Regions from separate parts of the Mus musculus genome. Here region 1 is linked to region 2. A link is a contact called in public HiChIP or PLAC-seq data. All regions are on one chromosome and are shown on one strand. Each heading gives the region's core, a stretch centred on a gene start, on an enhancer-like site or on the middle of the called end of the contact. The rest is flanking DNA. Distances are from core to core; before and after follow the strand shown.

The links. HiChIP or PLAC-seq counts read pairs in DNA pulled down with a chosen protein or histone mark.
Region 1: an HNF4G HiChIP or PLAC-seq map of pancreatic cancer cells shows a contact between it and region 2. The contact joins two enhancer-like sites. A contact is called at or near these places in 7 of 39 promoter capture datasets (the C10 cell line, embryonic stem cells, epiblast stem cells and 1 more), 1 of 15 datasets of contacts at CTCF or cohesin (the NIH/3T3 cell line), 17 of 484 Hi-C or Micro-C datasets (bone marrow-derived macrophages, embryonic fibroblasts, embryonic stem cells and 2 more), 17 of 115 datasets of contacts at active chromatin or transcription factors (CD8 T cells, embryonic stem cells, microglia and 2 more) and 3 of 9 other capture datasets (adipose tissue, liver and pancreatic islet).

What each region holds. Positions count from the first base shown.
Region 1 is chr5:53,562,894-53,568,164 of GRCm38.p6, reverse strand. It overlaps a transcript of Rbpj not described here. Among named protein-coding and RNA genes, the nearest start is that of Gm40304, 18 kb to the right of the region's middle. Within about 2 kb of position 3,739, at least 49 of the 459 cell types and tissues checked have an H3K27ac peak or open chromatin away from gene starts, as enhancers often do. A contact at or near this core is called in pancreatic cancer cells, where this site is marked.
Region 2 is chr5:53,461,037-53,466,157 of GRCm38.p6, reverse strand. No RefSeq gene overlaps it. Among named protein-coding and RNA genes, the nearest start is that of Gm40304, 84 kb to the left of the region's middle. Within about 2 kb of position 2,912, at least 34 of the 459 cell types and tissues checked have an H3K27ac peak or open chromatin away from gene starts, as enhancers often do. A contact at or near this core is called in pancreatic cancer cells, where this site is marked.

The DNA of each region.
Region 1 (5,271 bases), core at 2,490-4,989, 100 kb before region 2:
ACAGCTACAGTGTACTTACATATAATAAATAAATCTTTAAAAAAAAAGAATTCAAATATGGGGCTGGGTGCGGTGGTGCACAACTTTAATCCCAGCACTTCAGAGGGACAGGTAGACAGATCTCTGTGAATTACAGGTCTACAAAGTTCCAGGACACCAAGAACAATCTATGACATATGTAAGGGATTTTCAGTGATGATAAAGCCATGTAAGAAATTAAGCAGGAGTGACAGATGCTAGGGGAAAAAGGGAACGTCACTTCACACAGGCCAGCTGGCCTCATAATAAAACTTTCTTTTACCTACTAGTGAATTTGACTCAGTTAAGATGATCAAAGTAAGCCGGGCATGGTTGCACACACCTTTAATCCCAGCACTCGGGAGGCAGAGGCAGGCAGTTCGAGACCAGCCTAGTCTACAAAGTGAGTTCCAGGACAGCCAGGGCTACACAGAGAAACCCTGTCTCGAAAAAACAAAAACAAAAAAACAAAACAAAACAAAAAACAAAAAAAGATGATCAAAGTACTTTAAGTCTGCACTCCAATAGGAAGGTTGTCAGACACCTGAGCAGAAAACAATAACCCTCAATTTGGAGTTCACTTGATAAACTCCAGCACTCGGTTGATAGTACACTCTTTCAGAGTTTATAGGTTTGGCTCTTTCTACTGTTCCTTGGTGAAAGCTACATGGGAAAAGTAAGAAGTGCAGTGTGTCTTGATACCAATCATTAGCTTTGGTATTACAGACTCCTTTGAGTGAATGTGCATACGCCCTGGGCTCTGCAAGCATCGGGTGCTTTTTATCCCTATTGAGAGGTGAAATGCGAATCCAAAATTCAACTGATTTATCCTGGGATACCCCAGGTCAGATGCAGATAAAAATCAAGGCTGGCGATGTCTAACGGCTCTGCGCAGAGCTGGCTCCTTGGTATGGCATGAGGTCCTGGGCTCAAGCTCCAGGACTTCAGAGAAGAGACAAGGGGTAGCAGGAAGAGGGAAGGACAGAAACAGATGCTAAAGATGGTTATCTTCTCCCTGAGCCCAAACCTGTTTGTACCACCTCCACTGTTTGCCCAACCCTGCTTTTGCATTGTCGAATCGACTTTAAAAGGGACTTAAGCGTGGCACAAGGAGTTGGGTATGTGAAGGAACTTGGACATAACCGCTTCACTCTGAAGTACAAACTCGAGAGTCCCGAGGCCCCACTTTTGCCTTGCAGATCACACATCGACCATGCTAACTAACCCTCAGAGATAATTATCAGCCCATGATGCTGATGGGTACCAGATAATTCTAACGTGGTCTTGGCTCTGTCTTCTGAGAAGCTGCTCGATGTTTCCTGCTTGGGCCTGGCAAGCTTCACAGGGTTCCTAAGAAGAACCTCTACTTTCCTTTGTCCCTCCCAGAGAGGCGATGCATTTTCACTTCACGATGATTAAAACCCAGCGGCCTACGATACTATATTAGTTCACCCAGGCTTCTCAGAATCGTGTGTTAAAATCGAAACTGAAACATCATGGAGGTGGGAAGGTCTACTCATTAGAGTAGGTGATCCTGCCAGTTCCTGTAGAGCTATTCTGAGTGTTGGTGCTATTAAAAAAATAGGCATGAGATTCATGGTAGATCTCTAGATAAGGCTGTTCTCCTAAACAAATTTTGAAGAAATAATGGATTTGTAGACCATTAAAATTTACTGAGGACTAAAAGGAGAAATAACAAGGTGTCTTCATGTTAAACTTTGCTGCAGAGGTAAGGAGCCAAGAACTATTTTGAAATGACTCTCTGACTTAATTGTTCTTCACTCTCATGCCAACGTGTGTGTGTGTGTGTGTGTGTGTGTGTGTGTGTGTGTGTGTGTGTGTTAAAGTACTGCCACTTTTCTGGGAGAGAGATGAACTATTCGCATAGGCTAGTGCACACACTAGGAGGCTCTCTACAGCTTCCCCATCCTACCTTATCTCTTTGAAGTTTGACCCTGCAGCACAACTGGACTCCATCCTCCTTTAAATCATCCACCCCCTGGATACTGCCTGGTGGCATCTCACTGACTCCACTGGTTGGATATTCCTGACAAAAAGACATAAGATTGCTTGTGTTCCTTTCTCTAGCACCCGCTCACCTTGAATCGGTCTCCACCGTTAGACTAAAGATCAGGTGCCCCGGATACAACTTTGAGCTTGAGGTTATAGGCATTTATTTATAGGCCAGAAAGTTTCCTTCCAATGTTCGTAGTCAACAGATAGGAGTAGTTTAAAAAGATATTTGGGGGCTGGGGCTGGGGTTCAGTGGTAGGGTGTTCACCTAGCGTGTGAAAGGCTCCTGGCGTGAATTTCACACACACACACCCATGCACATACACACACATACACACACACCACTGCTTCCAACAAACAAAGAGAGCCTTTTTAATAGCTCATCTTCACTGACTGTCAAGGGATTGTTTTCTTCTGGAGACACTCAACCGACATGGAATTGAGCTCTGCCCATCTACAAATCCCCTGTAGGGTTTGTGAAACAAGCCATAATCCCCCTCATGAAAACACACACTGGCTATTTATGCTCATGCTTGGTCCAAATATTACAATTGTTTCTGGATTTCTGCCACATTCCTCTCGAGATGGTCATTTGGGAGAGTTTGTTTATAATGTGTGTTTTGAATGAAATTTTAAAATTCCAAGACCACAGGATGTAAGACTCAATTGTGGGTTAAACTTCATTTTTGCATTCCCCCCCCCCCCCCCAAAGAGGGCTTACTTACATTACAGCGGTGAACAGTGAATAGAAAACAGGGCAAAGGTATGTTTTTGGTTTTGTTTCAGGGATCAGTATTTGAAAGACTATGAAAAGCACATGCTACCTTGAATGATGAGGGAAAGTTGTTTCGAAATGGCCTGTGGCATTCGGTTGTTGGTTCAGGTGAATTAAAACATTAAGTGAGTTTATAGGAACCAGAACAAACAGTTTCTTTAGTGCCTGTGTGAATCGTGGCGTTAAAATCACAGACAAAACCCCTGAACTCCAAGATTGCATCTCTCTCCTCACACAAAGTCAAGCTTATTGAAATGAACAGTGGAACAGAACTCATTCAGAAGTTGGAAAAGAAAAGCTAAATTATAAAAGCTTTTCTAGGATTCCTTCTTTTCTGTTCAATCCTAGACTTGTCCCTTATGTCTTTGTTTATTTTCTAAGCTGATGCTAATTCTAACCGTCTGTCTGAGATTTTATGGGAAAATTTCAACTTTTAAATATAAATTAAGGTTTCTTGTATTTAAGTACAACTTGAAGTATTTTTTATTTTTTTGGGTTTTTTTTTGTTTGGTGTGTGTGTGTTACGAATGATAGACAATAAAGTGATGTGTCTGGCTTTCATGATTTTTCTGCTGGGCACCTCAGCCTTTGACGTTTGGATCTATTGTTTACTTCTTGGTACTTATGAGGTAAGGTACCATAGTGGATAAAGCCCTTGGAAATGAAGGCCCCGGTCTGAGGAGCACCTCGGCCACCGCTTTCGGCTGGATTTCTCCCCGCATCTCTGAGGGGCACCTCAGCCACTGCTTTCGGGTGGATTTCTCCACAAGCTGTTTCGGTTTACTTTCTCTCCATAAATCGGACGCACGTTCGCACGCGCACACCAGCGATTTCTATGACATAGCCTTTCTGGAATTCCATAAACACAGGATATCCAACATGGGCTAACCACTTGTCCAGAAAAGAAAATAAGCAGACGGTTGCCCACAGAACACAGCTTACATTCGGGCAGCAGAGTCCGCCAAGAAGCGATTGCATTGAGTCTCTGTCTGACTGATACTCCAACCTGGAAAGCGACAGAGTGCTTTGCAATGGCTGTTTCTTGTTAACAGAATGACTTACAGCCTCCGAATTGAGGGCTTATTTGATTTTTGACCTTGATCATCAGAGAGGGTGTTGTAGAGGACCACTGCAAATACTGTTCCTCTTAGGTACAAAGGAAAATGCTCTACTTAGGAAAAAAATAGGATAAAAACAATAAAATAATAAAACAATTTAATGTTTAATAAAATAAGACATTTGCTATCATATCAGGTGGACATATTTAGCTGTTCCTCTCTGACAAGAATCCTCAAAGCCTTTATAAAACATTAGGAAATAAATACTACCCTTCTTTGCTAAACTATTGACTAGTTTTGAGCTTAACACAGTCCTAAAATAAGAACACCAGCAGCAATCCCAAGCTTAGCTTCAACAGTGGAGTTTTATGCTAAGGTCTCCTCTCAGCTACTTAGTGCTCTAAATAAAGGGGGTTGGGAGTAGCAGCCCTTCCAGAAGCCAGGCAGGTTGGACTTGACAACCTTGCATTCCTATAACTACAGTGGGAGATCACTTTGCTAAATGTTACTCACTTTTTCTGGTCTACGGGTGGAGTTACTGAAACTGCCAATTCTAGGGCTCAGACGGTTCCTGTAAAAGCAGCCTTCAACGCATCGGAAAGACTTTCCTGGAGGAAGGAGCGCTGGCTCCATTTGTCTTTCTGGATTTACTGGGCTCGTTAATTCAGGTGCTCTGATAATGGTGCTAAGTGGGAAGAAGCCATTTTCTCAATTATCCTCGTCTGATAAGCCTTTTGGGAGTGCAATGAGCTACTGTCATTATGTAATTATGCCGTCCTTCTAGTTTCATGCCATGGGCAAAGCTCTGCAGCATCACGCCTTGGGTGTAGACCTGGTTGAGCAGCCCTTACCCTTCCACTCTAGTCTTCTATCTTCTTCTCCTGCAGTCCACCTTTCATAGCACACCTGCTTTTGTCTGCTTGTTTGGTCTTTTGGAAATAGGGCCTTACTGCTAACACAGCTTAGCCTGAAACTCTCAATTCTCTGACTTCAGCTTCTCAGTTCTGGGATCATAGGTGTGTGTGTCAACTATCCCAGATCACCAGGTCATCTGGGATGATCTTTCAAAAATATGAGTCATGCCTCACCACCATGCCCTGATTGACAGACAATCACATCTTTTCACGTCCTGCAGCTTTCTTCCAAGATCAGAGCAGTTGATTTGTCCAGAACGGGAGTTGGTAGCCAGAAGATATTGTGGTCATCAGTGATCTTTCATTGATAGCAATTGCATGATATACTATTCTAGTGTGATTCCACCAATAGTGAGTGTAATGGCACAGCCAAGGCTGAGAATGGGACATCTATCTCGTCAGTAGAAAACTTTTTTTTTTTTATTCGAGACAGGGTTTCTCTGTGTAGCCCTGGCTGTCCTGGAACTCACTTTGTAGACCAGGCTGGCCTCGA
Region 2 (5,121 bases), core at 1,663-4,162:
GGTCTTGAGATGCCCTGGAAAGAGGCAGTGTTGTCCACCCGTGTGTAGGGGACACTGGGCTTATAGCAAAGGAAGTGAAAGCGTCCGTCCGAGAGGGGGAAAAACTGAACATTCCCAGTAAGGGTAAAGTGCAGACACAAGCCGTTTTCCCAGTGTGGGTTGGAGGCGTTAGGAAGTTTCTTGATGGTGGAGTCTCTATAAGAACAAACAGGACTCAGTCACCCTTTCTTCTTTTCCCTCCCTCGGTACATCCTGAAACCTGAGGCCTGTTTTTGTTTTGTATTTTTTGTTCTTGTTTTTCAAGGCAGGGTATCTTTGTATAGGCCTGGCTGTCTTGGAACTCACTCTGTAAACCAGGCTGGCCTTGAACTCAGAAATGCGCCTGCCTCTGCCTCCCAAGTGCTGGGATTAAAGGCGTGCGCCACCAGTGCCCAGCTTGTTTTGTTTTAATAGTCTAGAAATAAATTACTGGGGGAGAAAGAGACTAAGACGTACTACAGGTCATTCAGGCCAGCCTGCTTTGCTTTTGTGTTTAGAGGTCGCGTTGCACGTTCTAACCAGTTATTTCTATTGACATAAAACTGGTGAGTGAATATTGGGTCCTCCAAATCCTAGCTGGAAACTTACCCATCATTTGGGATGATTTTCAGGCCTGTGGCTCTGGTAGCTGAGGTACAGTGATGTGACATGACATTCAGAAGTTGCACTAAACCTATAGCATGCTATTCCCCATGGTATCCTATCCCCAAACTCAGCTTCTTTAAACAGAGGTGCATCTGGGTACAACATAGTTGTTCCTTTCTGAGTCTTGCAGGCTTCTAGCTCACTAGCAGGCACAACAGATACTTCATCTGGAGTGGGTGATGGAAAGGGGCGGTCTGCTGGCTTTGGAGTTGAAATTGTGGTGCAGTCTCCTCCCATAGGCCAGGCATTCTGCAGTAACCATTGAACCACACAATGTGGAGCTTAACTATGCACAGTGGCATAGAGCTGTGACGTGAAGAAGCAAGGTGACATTTATCAAGTCACTGAATCTCTGTGTGGCTCAGTTTGCGCTGTACGATAGGAATGATGGTGATGCCTCTTTCCTAAGGCTGTGGGAAGGATTAAGTAAACGAATCCTTGTAAAGCACCTAGACCTGGCCTGGGTAATGACAAGCTCTCTCTCATCAGCACCACTGTGAACTATGGTTTCATCTTCTTCTCCCAGCCAACAATGACCATGTCACAGGGCTGGAACACTTAGGGATTTCAAACACATGACTAGTTCAAGAAGGGAGATGACTAAATTAGGAGTACAACCTCAGTCAGACTTCTTGGGTTCTCTGTAGCTCCTGCTAAGAAACATAATACAGACCACGTGTTCACTGGCCTTGGTATAGGTGACCAGTTTGCCTTGGTTTTCCTGGGGCTTTGCCAGCGGTAACATGGCAAATACCATGCCCTGTAAAACCTACTCTAGACATGCTCAGTTGGCTGTTCCCTGGGGCCTCTGGGGTCATTGCCCTTTCCAGGGTTCACTAATGACCATACCTTTGAGCGCTGCTTCCTAACTTCATGTGACCATTAGAGAGTGAATGGATCGTGCGTCACTACTTTGGAGCAGGTCAGTGGTTGTCACAGAAAAGACTGATGGCTTTGCTTTGCTAACTCTTCCTCAAGCCTTCCTCACTAGCGCTATTTAGTCTTCTTCTCCTATTTAGTCTTCGTCTCTAGGCCGAGAAGGTGACCAAGCCCCAGTCCATCCAGTGTACTAAGGTGGAGCAAATCATTTGTTTTTTTCTTTTTTCATTCTTCCATTCTTTGTTGTTGTTTAAAAAAAAAAAGTTGTGGTAGCTTATAGATTTTGTTAGACAAGACATTACTGCCAGATGCCAGGAAGCTGTCACAATAATTAATCTTAAGTTGAACATGATGTTCAAATCTCTCCTCTCAGCCCATTTGTAGCAGAACATCTGAGCTGGAGCGACCCATGTTTCTGGAGGCTGGGAACACCAAGGACAAGACGCTCGAGTCTGTGTCTGTGCAGCTGCTAATGAAGAATTGTGAGCGTCATTCCTGGTGGATACTGGAGGAGAAAGGAAAGGCAAAAGGGATAAAGAAAAGGCAAGCCCCGAGGCCCAGTCTCGCTTCCTACCAAAGTGGTCACACTGGTTGATCTGCTCTCGAAAGGTTTCGGTCATTCCTCATGACCCACGACCCTTGTAAAGAGCCCTCACCCCCCCCCCCCGTCCCCCGTCCCTTCTTAATGCAGTCTAATTGCAACATAAGTCTCAGAGGAGACAGACCATATCCATATTTGCATTTTGTAACCAGACTGAGTTAGCAGAGAGAGCTGGCTTACACTGGTGCACTGCCATTGGTTGTTAGAGCAATAAAATGCTACAATGAGGGTTGGTGTTGCCCTTGTCTTAGGGTTCCTGGGCTGAAACTCCTCATCATTTCTGAATGGGTGAATGCAGAGTACCAAAGAGGGGCTTCTGAGCCTGGGCCTACAGCTTTGTTGGCTCAGTGCCCTGGCCTTTGTATCTTATACTTTGTAAAATGGTTCACTTTAGTATGCTCTGTTTCTGCAGCTAGGTGGCCACAACAGTAAGTCCATCTACTCTCTCGGGGCCACTCTCCTCTGTGCTGGAGCTAGAGCCCAGGTAAAGGTGCAGCGGCAGTAATGTCCACAGTGGCAGGCACAGTTAAGTAGATCTGGCAAGGCAGTTCCCATGGTGTGATTTGGGCAAAGGCACAGAGTGTCTGAGTCTTTCAAGGATACAGCCATTTAGTAAATCCCCTTTAAGCTTAAATAACTATGCTAACTCTGCCAGCTTTTGCGTGCTTTACGCCACCCTAAACTTAAGCGTAAGACAAACATTTACCTAGCTATGAGTCATTAGCCTGGGCTGGGCTCGCCTGGGTTCATTGCATGCCTGCAGTTGGCTGCTAGGTTGGCAGAGATGATCCTGGAGGAGCTTAGCTGGATGGCTCATGTCTAATCTGTGTGGCCTGTCATCCTCCAGCAGATGGGCTCAAGCTTGATCATCACACTTGTTCCCAATGAGAAGGGTAGACAGCTTCTCTGTCCTACTGTGGACATGGATAAGACCCTAACTGCTAAGCCTTTGTTTTAGATTTGGCGGGGGTAGGGGGTTTGTTACTGTGTGATTAACTCTCCTGGCTTGATATATACAGTATATAACAGGACACAAGTCCTGTGAGATGTTATATTAAAAAAAACCACACACACACTTTTTGCAGATAAATACTTCTGAGATACTTTTTTTTTTTGAGACAGGGTTTCTCTGTGTAGCCCTGGCTGTCCTGGAACTCACTCTGTAGACCAGGCTGGCCTCGAACTCAGAAATCCGCCTGCCTCTGCCTCCCAAGTGCTGGGATTAAAGGCGTGCGCCATCACCGCCCGGCTCTGAGATACTTTTGAGGTAGCCTGATTCATGGAGCAGCAAACACTGAGAAGTGGTGCTTGGTTTTTGCATTCCCTTTGTGAGTTTTGATAAGAGAACACAGGAGTCTTGATTCAAGAGTTTTAGCCAGACACTTAGATATCCAACCAAAGATCGCCTTTCCAAGTTTCTCTTGTATCTGGTTACATCCAGAAGCGGATCTTCTTTTCATTACCGTAACAAATACCTCGGGTAATCAAATTATGAAGAGAAAAAGGTTTGCACGGGCTCGCAGTTGTAGGAGTTTCAGGCGGTGATCATGAGGACACTTTGCTTTTGAGCCAGATGGCAATAACTGAGCAAACAAATCAAACTCTTCCCTTCGTGGCTTGGGATAAAGAAGGATACAGCAGATCTTCAGTACCTTTCAAGGGACTGTCCTCAATGACCCAACACCTACTAAGCCCCACTTCTTAACGGTCCTACCACTTCCTGACTTCACCATTCTGAGTGACAAGCTTTTCACACATGGACCCTTGAATGACATTACAGGCCATGGGTCCAAACCATAGCAGTCTGTGTGGTCAAACTCAGGCCAGTGGAAGGAAGCACAGAGCCAGTGGCCGCCCTATTGCTTCGCGTTCTCTAGCCCACCTTGCCCTAGCTGAGAAAGATGAGAGCTGAGTACCATCCTAGAAGATACAAGGTGAGGTCGCCAGCTTTGCATTCACCACTCTGAATTTGGATGCATGGAAGAGAAGTTAACCCCACCCTGCACTTTACCTCTCTACTTTAGCAACACTTCAATACAGTAGCCTAAGGCAGTGGCTGACTAATAACATACTATATATACCCTTCCCCAAGACGTTCAAATTTTACCCACTGATGGAATCTCCTCCTTACCGCCCGCCCCACCCCCCAATGTGTGTATATGTGTGTGTGTGTGTGTGTGTATGTAACATTTTTTTTTGATGTACATGTTGGGAAGCATTCCTCACACTTCTCTTTGGGAGGTGTTAGAATAGACATCCTGATAGCTGGGGAAGCTGTGGAGTTATTTATTAAGGGGCATGACACTATCCACCCTCACCCCAACTCAGTTCCTACTGTTTTCTTCTTGAAAAAACTGCTGAAGAGCTAAAAATAAAAGAGGGAGGGAGAGAGAGAGAGAGAGAGAGAGAGGAAGGAAGAAAGAAAGAAAGAGAGAGAGAGAAAGGAAGGAAGGAAAGAAGGAGGAAGGAAAGAAGGAAGGAAGGAAGGAAAGAAGGAGGAAGGAAAGAGGGAAGGAAGGAAAGAAGGAAGGAATCAAGCAGGAGCTGGGCAACAAGACTGGTAAACTTGAATCAAGGCTCCTGTGACCATTGCCATCACCATCAATCCCTCCAGGCCTCTGTTTTCCCATTTGCAAAGTGAAGACAAATGTAGGGTTCTTTTGCTTGGATCTTGCGTGTGAAAGTGGCTAAAAGAACAAACCACACAGCTACAGCCTGGACCGTGATCCCAAGAGAAACCGACAGATGAACCACTCAGTTGCGCCCAGCCCAATTGTTGGCTCAGAGAGTCATGAGAAAGCATAACGGTTGTTGTTTAAAATCAGTTTGTTTGGGGGTTGGAGAGATGACTCTGGTTGGAGCACTTGGTTTGCTGCCTTCTTCTCCCCACTCTGCTTGTTTCTCCTTGCAGTTGGTATTTGAGCTCCGTGACCCTAACAGAGCTTCTCCCAAGGGCT